Linked DNA regions of Mus musculus: region 1 is linked to region 2. The links are chromatin contacts, called in public promoter capture Hi-C maps. All regions are on one chromosome and are shown on one strand. Each heading gives the region's core, a stretch centred on a gene start, on an enhancer-like site or on the middle of the called end of the contact. The rest is flanking DNA. Distances are from core to core; before and after follow the strand shown. Region 1 overlaps Tspo (translocator protein). Region 2 overlaps Arfgap3 (ADP-ribosylation factor GTPase activating protein 3).

What was found. Capture Hi-C pulls out chosen DNA fragments and counts their contacts.
Region 1: a contact with region 2 is called in a promoter capture Hi-C map of adipose tissue. The contact joins two enhancer-like sites. A contact is called at or near these places in 3 of 39 promoter capture datasets (the 3T3-L1 cell line, the HPC-7 cell line and neutrophils), 1 of 15 datasets of contacts at CTCF or cohesin (the NIH/3T3 cell line), 1 of 115 datasets of contacts at active chromatin or transcription factors (embryonic stem cells) and 3 of 9 other capture datasets (adipose tissue, liver and pancreatic islet).

The regions. Positions count from the first base shown.
Region 1 is chr15:83,573,144-83,579,340 of GRCm38.p6, forward strand. It overlaps Tspo (translocator protein), which reads left to right. Exons shown (of 4, transcript NM_009775.4): 4 at 627-1,060. The coding sequence ends at 815. It overlaps Ttll12 (tubulin tyrosine ligase-like family, member 12), which reads right to left. Exons shown (of 14, transcript NM_183017.2): 12 at 5,492-5,560; 13 at 4,604-4,742; 14 at 1,951-3,905. The coding sequence ends at 3,754. Among named protein-coding and RNA genes, the nearest start is that of Tspo, 13 kb to the left of the region's middle. Within about 2 kb of position 2,113, at least 66 of the 459 cell types and tissues checked have an H3K27ac peak or open chromatin away from gene starts, as enhancers often do. A contact at or near this core is called in adipose tissue, where this site is marked.
Region 2 is chr15:83,302,750-83,309,377 of GRCm38.p6, forward strand. Arfgap3 (ADP-ribosylation factor GTPase activating protein 3) reads right to left here. Exons shown (of 16, transcript NM_001357756.1): 13 at 5,304-5,427; 14 at 4,132-4,222; 15 at 354-475. Among named protein-coding and RNA genes, the nearest start is that of Gm32788, 9.3 kb to the left of the region's middle. Within about 2 kb of position 3,047, at least 94 of the 459 cell types and tissues checked have an H3K27ac peak or open chromatin away from gene starts, as enhancers often do. A contact at or near this core is called in adipose tissue, where this site is marked.

The sequences.
Region 1 (6,197 bases), core at 863-3,362, 270 kb after region 2:
TACATAATAAAATCTAAAAAAAAAAAACAACAACAACAACAAAAAAAAAAAACCAAAAAAAAAAAAAAAAAAACAAACCAGTTCGGGCTGGAGAGACAACAACAACAAAAAACCCTTGTGACTTGATTGGAAAAGGATTTAAAAAAACAAAACAAAACAAAACAAAGCAGTTCTTGTTTAGATCTGGCCTGTAGTACCAGCAGAGGCAGAAGGATTGCTATAAGTCTGACAGCCTGGTCTATAAAGCTAGTTCAAAATCAGCTAAGGCTACACAGTGAGACCTGTTTTTTTTTTTTTTTTTTTAAAAAAACGCTTTGGCTGAGCCACTGTGGGTATATCATACCAGCAGCAGTCTGGCCCTTACACTGGCCTCCTAGGTCAGCAGCACTTTACAATGTTGTATCTACAGGTCAGAGGCCTTTCAGATGCTGTTCCCCTCCGGGATATGCTGTGCCCTCTTGGGGCTTTCACACTTGGTACAGTCAGGCAGGGATTTGCAGCCAAGGAAACTGAAGCTGAGAACAGAGGTGGGCATCGGGCATCAGACCCTAAGGTTCAGCAGGGCTAAGTGAGGCTTCTAGACTTGGCATGCATGGCCTTAGTCTTCCCATCTTCTGTCTTTGCAGGCCTTGGCCGATCTTCTGCTTGTCAGTGGGGTGGCGACTGCCACAACCCTGGCTTGGCACCGAGTGAGCCCGCCGGCTGCCCGCTTGCTGTACCCTTACCTGGCCTGGCTGGCTTTTGCCACCGTGCTCAACTACTATGTATGGCGTGATAACTCTGGCCGGCGAGGGGGCTCCCGGCTCCCAGAGTGAAGGCACCCAGCCATCAGGAATGCAGCCCTGCCAGCCAGGCACCATGGGTGGCAGCCATCATGCTTTTATGACCATTGGGCCTGCTGGTCTACCTGGTCTTAGCCCAGGAAGCCACCAGGTAGGTTAGGGTGGTCAGTGCCGAGTCTCCTGCAGACACAGTTATACCTGCCTTTCTGCACTGCTCCAGGCATGCCCTTAGAGCATGGTGTTTTAAAGCTAAATAAAGTCTCTAACTTCATGTGTAACAGACTCTGTACTTAGTGGAACATCTGGCCTGTTGGACAGGCAGATGGTGGGTGGCAGCTAAGCAGGATGGTTCTGCTGCTGAGGCTGGGCCTGTCTGGGCTGGTACCACCCAGGTTCTCCACCTAGGGTGACCCAACTGGCAGGAAGAGGGTAAATTCCAGCACCCTTTCACCTGCTTCAGCCTGCTTCCATAGGCCTCATGGGTATACAGGGCACAAATGACCCATCAGGTATCACAGGCAACCATGTTGGACATTTTGATGGGTAGTGCACCCAAGACTTGGGAAGGGCTTCTTGGCAGTGCTCTTCATAGCGCTCCAGCAACTCCCTAGTGATCTGAAATGGGGGTCACGCGCCACCTACAAATGTGCTTCCCTTGCCCACCACTGGAGGCACCTTCTCTTCTATGCTGTCACCAGCTCAGATGACAATGGCTTTCTGCAGCCTTTAATGAGAAGGGCACTTGGCCTACTGGTTTAGACTGGTCTCTGGCTTGTGCTTATTCCCACAGCACAGGCCTTAAACTTTTACCCCAGCCAACTGTCAGCATGGAAGCCATGTTGATTTAGGATTAGAGGGTGCTAGAAACACTTGAGTTTGTGGTCAGCCACTGGCATCTCCCAGGCGGCCAGGCCAGGGCCTACAGAGCTCAGCTGCCTACTTCCTTCTTCAGCAACACCGCTGTGGCTACCTAGGCTCTCCAGCCTGCTGCACATGCCCACCTTGAGCACGTGCTGGCCTTTGATGACCCCTTAAGTGGAGAGAGCGACCAGGGTGTGGATGAATACCAGGAGGATTTGTCAGAGGTATAACCACTGTCTCTACAACTGGCTGGTGGCCAAGCCTGATGCTGGGCCAGCTGGTGCATGTGAAGTACCTGACTTCTTTAGAAGACTTTTAAATTATATTTTTGTGTGTACATGCCTGTCCAGTCACATGTCCCATGGTATACACATGGAGGTCAGAGGACAACCCGTGGGAGTTGGTTCTCTCTCCTGTAGCTCCCAGGGAAGTCTTCAGGCTTGGCAGCAGGCATTTTTACTCGGTGAGCTGTCTTGCTGGTCCTCTGCCAGCCCCCAGAGCCTCTTGACTACCTCATGAATTATGGCCTCTCATCCCCACTCCAGAACAAGGAGGTAACATAGAGAATGCTATTTCTCAAGGCCACCAGGTGGGACCAAGCCTCAGACCCTGCGGCCCCCAACGCCCCCTTGGGTTGGTAGTGTGGACTGGTCAGGTCAGATCTCTTCTCCAGCTTGGAACTGGGACTCTAACTAGGAAGCTAGACTGCCTTAGGGAGCTCGGAGGTCTTTCTTTTCCTTCTCATTTCTCAAAGCACACGTGGTGACATGTTGGGTCTGCTTGCAACCTTGGAGGGACACAGCCGCCCTGCCAGCCCAGCCCAGGCCTCTAGGGCCCCAAAGAGAAAAGACCAGGTGGAAAGGAGGCGTATTTTACTGCAGTATAAAAGGGCAGATGCCAGCCGCTTTCCAGGGGTGCGACCACCACAAGTGTCTCTACCCTGACCCTGATGGTGGCGGGGGCAGGCTCCCTAACAGGTGGCCTACAAGCCCAGAGATGAGCAGGAAGAACCATGTCCAGTCATGCTAAGAGAAGGTCACTTTTACCTTCACAAGTACAACAGCCACCACAGTGTCCCACCCGAACAGTAGGACATCTGGAAGGAGCTCCTGCCCACTCTTAACTTCCTGGGGGCAGGATCCCAGCGCCCAGCAGTTACAGAAGCAATGGTGGCTGACTTCAAATTCCAGCAACAAAATTAGGAACTCCACGTAACATTGTCTTTCCTGCAGGTTGAAGGAAAACCAAACCCAAAACCTTAACACTAGGACTCTGAACTTTGGCAAGAGGCAGCCTGATTCCCACATGAAGTTCTCTCCAGAGCCATCTTAGCCGCTCTGGCATTTCCACAGCCACTCCTGCTTGGATTCTGCCATGAAATGTCACAGCCCTAGAGCAACCTAGCACCCTGTCTACCACAAGAGCACAGTGGGACTTGGTGAGGTACCAACATGCAGAGACCATGGGACTCTGCATAGCCCAGCTTCCCAGAAGGGAAACACCCAGGGTAGGCATGGCTGAGAAGTCTGCTGGTGAAGGCTCTGGCGGAGGATGCCGAGGCATAAGGCCGGGTTGGCAAATGTTTCCCCTTGGCTGTTCTGGGGCCTGTGGGTGCAACACAGGGTTCCCGTACCCTGCTTGCAGCAGCCATGGGACAGGAGGGCAGAGATTCTGAGAGTACTCCCTGGCCCTTGTGGATACCGGGTTCCCAAACACTTCCCTCGTCGAACCCTGTTTCTGCAGAACATTTCTTGGTCTGCGAACTTTCTGGATGCCAGGAGAAAAGCCCTTAGCTGAGCTGCAGACTCTTCAGAGAAGAGAGGGCGTTAAGAGGTACAGAGACCAGGTACAGCTGGTCGGAGCCCAGTCCTTGGGACACCACTCACTGTCCAGCTCTGCCACACATGGACCTGATATCCCACATATGGAGCAGGAACACGGCTCAGGAGGGTTGAGTATAACTTAGGCCAAGGCTCTGGCTGAGGAAGGAAGGAGGGGAGAGAGGGAGGGAGGGAGAAGCCTGGGACTGCAAAGGCAGTTCTGTGAGCAGAGGCTGGACCGGCTGGAACCGGCTGGAACTGGCTATGAGAACAGGCAGAACTCTGGGCACCTAGATGATGCGGGTGACATGGCAGTTGTCAGTCTCGTCCAGAAACAAAGTGCTGAAGACATCATTGAAGAATGAGGGGTGGTATCTGCAGGCTCGCTCGCAGTCGGGGTTGAAGTTCACCTCCAGGATTTGGGGCTGCATCACCCGCTTTCCTGATAATGAAACAAGAGTTGGGAAGGCTCTGTGGTAGCAGGGTTGGGAGGACAGGCTGGGACTGTGATGGGTACAGACTTAGGCCCTAATTCCCAGTGTGTGCGCACAGGGTGTGACCTAGAATGTACATTCCCTAGCTTGAGACCTGCTCCCCAAAGAAAGGCTGAAGCTACCCCTACCCCTGGGGCTATAAGGGCACATTGCTTCAGGCTTCGATGGCTAGTTTGGTCAGAGGGAGTGGCATGCAGGGCTGGCAGGGTGGCTCCAGCTTTCCAGTCCCGTGAGTTCTCTTGGCCCTAGTTGGCTGCCTTTCCCCCTGAACTGATGCAGGTGTTTCCTTCAGGGATCAGGCCAGGATACCCAACCTGGACCACCTGGCTAATTATCCAGTGAAATGATAATCATGGGCTAGAGAGATAGTTCAGTAGGTAAAGGCACTTGCTGTCTTTGCAGAGGGCCTGGATTGAGTTCCTAGAATCCACAAGGCGGCTTACAACCATTCCTGACTCCAGTTCTAGGGGGTCCTGGGTCCTCTACGCACACACATACTGAACTCTCAAATACATAAAACAACCAAACCAAACCAAAGCAAACCAAGCCACATCAAAACCCTACCGCAGCCAGGGCTGTCCCAGGTGCTGCTGGTGTGGGCCCCGGTGGCCGGGGTGGGTGGTTCTGGTGTGGAGAGCCCCCTTACCATCTGGGTGGTTGTCCCAGTTGAGCATGAGATCAATGGCATACATGGCCCGGGATGAGGGGTAGTCACAGAGGCCCATGGGCGGTGGCTTGGCACATGCCACTTGGAACAGCTCCGTGAAGGCCTTGAAGATCTCAGCCTAGGGACAAGCAATGCTCTGTCACACGGTGTTCTCAACCCTGACTTTGGGACTAACAAGGCCCACTATCCTTGCCTGAACCCTGTCCTGAAGATGGACCAGATCATCCCTCCTACATCCTTTGTCTCTAGGCTTGGCCAAACGGCCATGTCAGCCTGTCCTCACCCTCCTGGAGTCCATTTCTGCTTTGTATTAAGGAAGGAGCCCAGTGCTTCAAGCATTCTAGGTAAACACCCATCACTAAGCCATGCTCCAGTGCAGGGCTCTAACCTCCAGCAAATCTGCCAATTTTCTGTCCTAAGAACAGCACCCTCCCTGCCCTGGTACCAATGAGATTGGATTCCTGGAGTTGTTGGAGCCTACTGCTCTTAGGCTACCTCATGATGCTACAAATTTCTTCCCTTCCTCCTTTTTTTTTTTTTTTCCCGAGGCAGGGTTTCTCTGTGTAGCACTGGCTGTCCTGAAACTCACTTTGTAGACCAGGCTGGCCTTGAACTCAGAGATCTGCCTGCCTCTGCCTCCCAAGTGCTGGGATTAAAGGCGTGCGCTACCACCGCCCGGCTCTTCCCTTCCTCTTTAGAATATTCTAAAGAGCCCCCAGACCTGCCACACACAGGTCCAGAGTGCATGGGAGAGGATGGCCTGAGCCCAGACATCTCTGCCTGTCTCAGCAGGAAGATGACCCCGCCCTGCCTATAAAGGAAGGGCGTGGCTTTCATAGCTCCAACCTGGCAGAGCCCAAGACTCACCTGAACATCACTCCAGGGAAACTCTGGGTACTGCTTCTCAAACTGAGGGATGAACTCATTATAGTGCACCTGCAATAGATGAGAGCCAGTTACCGTGGCAACAACTGCCTCTAGAATAAAGCAGGACATTAATCCCATAGCACAGGATTCGGTCCAGCTCTGGTCCTCAGGGTACTCAGGAGGCTAGGAGACCAAGGTTAGGCTCTAGGCAGGCAGACTCACCATTCTGAGCCTCAGTTTTCCCTTCTATGAAAAGAGTAGCGCTCCCTGCTCAGCCTACTGACTGCTGGGCTGCTGCAAGGCTTAAGCTGGGAACTTAAGGTTCAGGGCTCAGGAGGTTTTCAGGCACGGCCACCATGCCTAGCTCAGCACAGCCCACTGGCAGCAGAGTCCAGACCCACTCTGTAGGGGCCCTCACAGGCAACCCAGGACAAGATCCCTGGACCAAGATTTTATCAAAACATCTGAATAAGGAAGCTGAGATTTCTCCCAGAGAACGATAAGCCAGCACAGGCCCCTGCAGAGGTCCCGTGTGCATGTCCCATGGGACACGAGTTCCTGTACCAAGGGGCTTCTCAGGTAACACAATCACCAGGCAGAAGAAAAGAACTCAGCGTTCCTTGGGCTGCCCTCCAACCATGCCAGGGGCCTCGGTGGGTAATCTGGGTCCTGGCTTTCAATCCAATCAAAAGTAAGAGGGCCAAGA
Region 2 (6,628 bases), core at 1,797-4,296:
GCACTTGGGAGGCAGAGGCAGGTGTATTTCTGAGTTTGAGGCCAGCCTGGTCTACAGAGTGAGTTCCAGGACAGCCAGGGCTACACAGAGAAACCCTGTCTCAAAACAAACAAACAAACAAACAAACAAACAAACAAACAAGAAAGCACTGTCCTGAGGCAGGGTCTCAGCCCAGACAAGCCTTGAACTCATGATCTTCCTGCCTCAGCCCCCAGTGGCTGTGATTATAGACAATATTACAGTGTACTTCACCGTGCCAGGCTTTCATGATGCCTGGTCCGCTCTGCAGCACAGCTCCCGAGCTCCCAGCGGCAGCTCCAGGACCCCAGGAGCTCCAGCATTGCCTCACTCACCTGAATGGACGTCATGACCCCATTGGCGAAGACGGAAAGTTTTCCAGCAACGGAGCGCACACCTTGCTTGAACTGCGCCATGTCTGGGGCATTGGGCAGCACATTGGAAAGGTTGTAGTTTCCTGCACACAGAAAGATGTCAGCTTGCCCCTCTTCTAAGGACATGTGCAGCCCAGTGAACCCACCCTACTCTCTTGCCTCCTTCCAGGCATCAGTTGTGTCCAGAGAGAGGGACCTTGCAGTAGGGCAGTGGCAAGTATTGGTCACAACACACAGTTCCTTCAGCCACCACAGCAAGGGGAACAAGGGACTCTGTCCAGTGACTCTAAAGGCTCAAACTGGAATCAGGCATATCACCATGTCCAACACTGGCCATGGGTTACTGGAGGTATTGGGAAGGGCAGCAGGCAGGCTCCATTCATTCTCTGTACATTCACTCATTCATTCAACAGACACATGCAAGGGCTCTGTCAAGTGCCAAGGGCACAGAAAGAGAAGATGGGTGCTCCCCATGAAAGAACTGTTGTAGTCAGGTCACCAGGTGCCTTACTCCTGACGTTGAGTGAGGCACAAGCACGTAAAGGCCTGAGGTGTGCACACAGGCTCAGGGCAGCCAGAGGGGAGAACTAGGGAGGTCAAAGGAGCCAGGCTGAAAGCTGATGACTGGGCACAAGGACAGGACATCGGACCAAGGACAGGGCTCTAGCACATGGGTTGAACTTCCAGAGAAGAGGGGGGCATGGGGGCAGCCAAGATGAGGAAATGACAGAGAGCAAACAATCAGAAAGGCCTGGAACCATGGGAGGGGCTTGCAGACAAGGAGCCTGGGCAACAATCCAGCACTCAGGGCTGCCCCTCCCCTTCCAGGGGAGACATGGATCTTCTTTAACATTATGAGCCAAATTCTCAGAAGTGAGGCCAATCAAGAGAAAAGCCTATGGCTTTACAAATGGCGAATGTCACAGGGTTCAAAACACTGGCAGGTACTTGTCTGAGACAGGCACCGCAGCCTCTGATGTGCTAAAATCATAGGTCAGTGAGTGAGCTAGAATCTGGCCCTCAGGGTGCTGCCACCTGAGAGCGTGGGTAAGGAGCTTGCAGGCAAAGGTCTAAGAACACGCTGAGCCTGGAGCTGCAGGCCCGCATGCCCACATGCTCACACAGGCTGCACGCCTGGCCCCTGAGCCAACTTTGCACGGAGGCAGCTCAGCAAGAGGGTGGTTCAGGATGTGGGGCCATAGCTTACGGTACACTGGAACAATCTGTCCTTGAAAGAGACACTGGGCAGGGGGAGGGCAGTTGGGGAGATGGCTCTCTGGATAAAGAACTCATCAAGTGTGAGGAGGGGTTCGGATCATAGCCCATGATGGGCGTGGCAGCCCACCTGTAATTCCAGATTGAAGGGAGGAGACTGCAGATCTCCCAGAGCAACCTGCCAGTTAGACTAGTCCGATCTGTGAGCTCTGGGTTCAATTAAGAGACCTGCCTTAAAGAATGGAGAGTGGAGAGTGAAGGGGGAAGATTCCCACCAGTCTCTGTCCTCCACGTGCACAGGTACGCGCACACACACATATACACATACATACAACACACTCTTACATGCTAAAAGCACCAAGGGATAAGCGGGGAAGTGGGAAATAGCCTTTCCCTAACATGGCTGTCACTCTTTCCCCTACTCTCGCATCTGGGGCCCTGAGCACTCTATCCTTCCCACACAGGGCCCAGTCCACAGCCCACACACTCTCTGGCCCTGCTGCGCTGGTGGCTCTGATGATCTCCGAGCTCCCCACTCAGTCTTTCAACCTTCTCTGGCAGACACCAGCCCTGAGTACCATGCACGATGTCTAGCACGCCTCATAGAGCATCTACTTCCCAGGAAGCACACATGGGCCATGAACCCCAGCCTGCTTGATCTGACCCGAGAGTGATGGGAATGAGGCCACACAGACCTGCTTCCAACACTAGCATAGGCTCTTTGCAGCTGTGCATGCATGCCAAATGAGGCATCCTTAGCAGGCAGATCTCCGAGTTCGAGGCCGGCCTGGTCTATAGAATGAGTAGTCCTCTGTAAGGCCATCCAGCAGCTCGGAGGCGGGGTAAGGGGGGTTCAGGCAGGCAGCCACAACAGTCCCACCTACCTGGGCTCAGTAGAGGGGCAAGTTCTGCTCAAGGCAGACAGCTAGCCATAGTCGCCAGAGTCAGGGGTGGCCTGGCGCCCTAGGGAGTACCTCACAATACTGAGTTGCTATGGGCCCAGGGTCAGAGTTCAGTGGACCTTTGTTCTGTGGTTGGGGCAGGAGGAAGTCTGAGCTGGCCTGAGCTCTGTAACAACATGCAGGGCAGAAGGGTGTGTTCCCTTCAAAGAGCTCTCTCGTTTTTTTTTTTTTTCTTCTTCTTTTTGTTTTGTTTCGCTTTGTTTTTATAACAATAATGTTTTGGAGTAAATGTTCCAGGAAATTCATTAGAAAAGCATTCAGAGACTTCAACAGCCTTGGCCTTGGGACTGAGCTGTCTGACTGGCTCCGGCACTGCCAGGGCAGGCGCTCTGCTGGGAGACCTTGAGGAGGCGGAGCGCCTTTGTGCCAGGGTCACATCCCAGCAGGAAGCTGGCCCGACAGAAGGCTATGATGTGAGGGTCAGACTGAAGCCAGGAGTCAGGGTGGCCCTAGCTAAAGCTTCACCGGGCAGTGACTGACCAAGAACAGCAGCCTCTGCCCTGTCAGGCACCAGCGCAGCCAGCTGGCCCTCCTGTCTCTCTGAACACTGTTGCCTACCTGCCAGCCACTTTGCCAGCACACACCAGCCTAGAATGGTTCTCCTGGCTTAGGCCCAGGAAGCTGGTTAGTGCTGCTGTATCTAAGGCCCAAACCTCCACACAGAAAGTTCCAGAGAGTCGAGACTACCCTACTCCTCCTCTGTGGAAGCGGCATCCAATACACATGTCTGATCCACATGTCTGAGAGACGGTGTGGCCACCAGGATGGTTACCCTACACAAATGCTCAGGCCTTCTGCACACCAAAGCCAGTCAGGTTGTGAAGTGTGCAATCCAGCGTACAGAGAGCACTCAGCCTGCAACGCTGGCGCCTGAGATCTCTTCCTCTTAGTTCTTTTCCTGAAACGACCTCAGAGGCTGCTGCCATTTCATGCTCGCCCTGTGGCCTGGTGGGCTGTGCGCGGTGTTCATGTAGGCCTTCCGGGATAGGGGGTACAGAGGTCAATGCAGAAGGCACAGCTCTGTCCAGGCAGTGAAGGGCCTACTCTGAGCTCCTGGGTGGACTCCAGCCCGGGGATGACCAGACGCCCCATGCAGAGATGTAGCAGGCAGTGCAGCCAGGCCCTTCCTCTCCACCTGTCAATTCCCAAGCTGTACCGAGTCTTTTTCGGAGTTACTCGCTCCTTCCCACCTGTGCATCCTGAGGGCTCAGGGCCTGTGAGGTGGCTCCTGGGGCTCACTCCAGGACTGATACCGTACACAGTATCTCAGGTCAACCATTCCACAGGAAAGAGACAGAGGCCAACTAGCCAGTGGCTGGCATCTCACAGGTCACAGGAACCCCTGCCACCTCTATGAACAATGATCTTGATACTAAGTTGCCAAATGACAGGGGCACTGTGGCATAAATGTCATGACTTCCGTCTCAGGGGACACCTCAGCTCTCATTGCTCACATAGGGACAAGGCTTAGGGTACTAGGGTGTGGAATCTTGGGAAGGGAAGGTCCTATGGGGATGCACGCGCTGGGGCTGGGGATGCCCTGGAGCCCTGGTGAGCCTCACCTGCAGTCTGCTTCCTCTGCTCATCAAAAAGGTCTGCAGAGCTTATGGAGGAGCTGGTGGAGAGCCTCTCCAGCCGCGCCCGGGTTTCAAACTAGGCAGAAATAGAGGCAGAGTCAGACTCCAAGAACTGCTGAAGAGAGATGGGGGTGGGCTTGTTCCCTTGGTTCTCCACCTCCCAGTCACCCCAAGCCAGGGCCTGGAGATGATGGAGGTCACAGGTGGGTGGGGCAACATCCCACATCACTGTCATTATGATCAGTATGAGGGGCAGCCAGAGTTGACACTCTGCTCTCAGCTATTCCTTAGAAATGCCCACACCACTTAGCACATCAATTTGAATGGCTTCAAGGGTGTATGTGTGTGGGTGTATATGTGTATGTATATATGTGTATATGTGTATGTGTGTATGCATGTATATGTGTGTGTATGTATGTGTATATGTGTGCATGTGTATGCATGTATATGTGTGTATGTGCATGTGTGTGTGTATGCATGTATATGTGTGTATGTGCGTGTGTGTGCATGTGTGTATGTGTGTATATATGTGTGTATGTGTGTGTATATATGTGTGTATGTGTGTGTGGGTGGGTGTGGGGTGGTATTGGAACCCCACACTTGCTTTCGGTATGTTAGGCAAGTACTCTTCCAAGAGCTGCCCTTCAGCCCATCAGTTTTAAGATAAGTGTTGGAGGGATCCCTTTGGCCATGAGGCCTCTGCTCTGAGACAAACCAGCACCCCAGGGAACAAATGAGCAGTCAGAGTTCAGATCCCCACCCCAGCTACCACTCCCTGCATTTGAGCACTGGAGGAAAAGGAAGAGGGCTTAGCTTCAGCTTAGCCAGACTCCTGAGACAGGACAGCTGGGCAACGCAGCATCTGCCCACAACACATCCAGGCTGCATTTCACTGTGGCTAAGCTGATGAAAAGCAACTGCTGCCACATAAAAACCTCCTAAGTTAACTCAAAAGCCACTGGCTGATGCTGTTCTCTCTAGAGAGGTAGGACAGCAATGAGCCGGGGTCCCTGACTCAGTCTCTCGGGTGCCTCAGGCAGGCCTAGGAGTCTCCGGCCAGGTCCCTTCTCTCTCAGCAGCCTGTTCTCACATGGTCCCCACAGCGAAGCTTCCTTCCTGGTTCTCATGGTCACTGTAGGAGCTCTCTGTGCCCTTACATCTGTCTGGGCTTGAATTCCAAAGTACATGTCTGAAGAGATGGCCTTGACGTTGCCAAACTTCTTCTGGGCTTCATCTGTGCTGCCAATGGGCTCATATTCTGGCTTCCGGCGAGCACTGGGCCTACAGAAAACACAGCAAGCTGTGGTGAAGCAAACTCAGTTCACACCTCCACTAGTATGGAGTCCTGCATCTCAGCTATGTTAGAAAACACTTACTACACTGTGTGAGTGCACAAGGACAAGTCTATCACACAGTGTATAAACTGCATGGGCTCACAGGACATCCCAGTTATGGGGCAACCTCAGGTTCCATGTGTAAAGTCCCTTGTGTGGACAATAAATGATGGCTTCCTGCCATCAACTGTAGGGGAAGCTCTTCAGCAGGTGAGCTGTGGGGGCCACCCCAACCTGAGTCTCTGCAGTCAGGTGACAGAGTTCAGAGCCAGATGGGCAAAGGCAGTAATGGGATGAATAGTCCACACAGCGTCTTCCTGCACAGGACAATCAAAAACCAAATGGGCAGTGGCCTGTGGCTGAAGACAGAGCAAGGAACTTGGGGGCGACAGAATGCCCTGTGCCTTGTTCTTGATGGTCACTACTCGGCCATATGTTAGTTGAAATTATGAGAACTGAATCAGTGCTGATGTGGTGGCATGAGCTGTAATCTGAGGCAGAGGCAAGAGGATGCCAATTTTGAGGCTAGCCTGGGCAACTCTGTGAAACACTGCCTCAAAATAAAGCATAAAATTAAATTGAAGAGGGCACAAGTGTAGTTCAGTACAGTGTGGTTGGCAAGCAGGCATCAGGTGCTGGGTTTTATCCACCACACCCTCTGGCCTCCAGATATCAGTCCCCCACATATACACCCACGCCCACATATTCCTAGCCCCACACATACATATGCAGGTATACACATCTCCATACATATATCACCAGGACCACACACACAGACACAGCTCCCTGGCCCCACATGTATATATTATACATATATGCCCAGGACCACACACACAGACACAGCTCCCTGGCCCCACATGTATATATTATACATATATGCCCAGGACCACACACACAGACACAGCTCCCTGGCCCACATGTATTATATATATATGCCCAGGACCACACACACAGACACAGCTCCCTGGCCCACATGTATATATATCACCAGGACCACACACACAGACACAGCTCCCTGGCCCACATGTATTTTATATATATATATATATGCCCAGGACCACACACACAGACACAGCTCCCTGGCCCACATGTATATATTATATGTATATCACCAGGACCACACACACAGACACAGCTCCCTGGCTCAC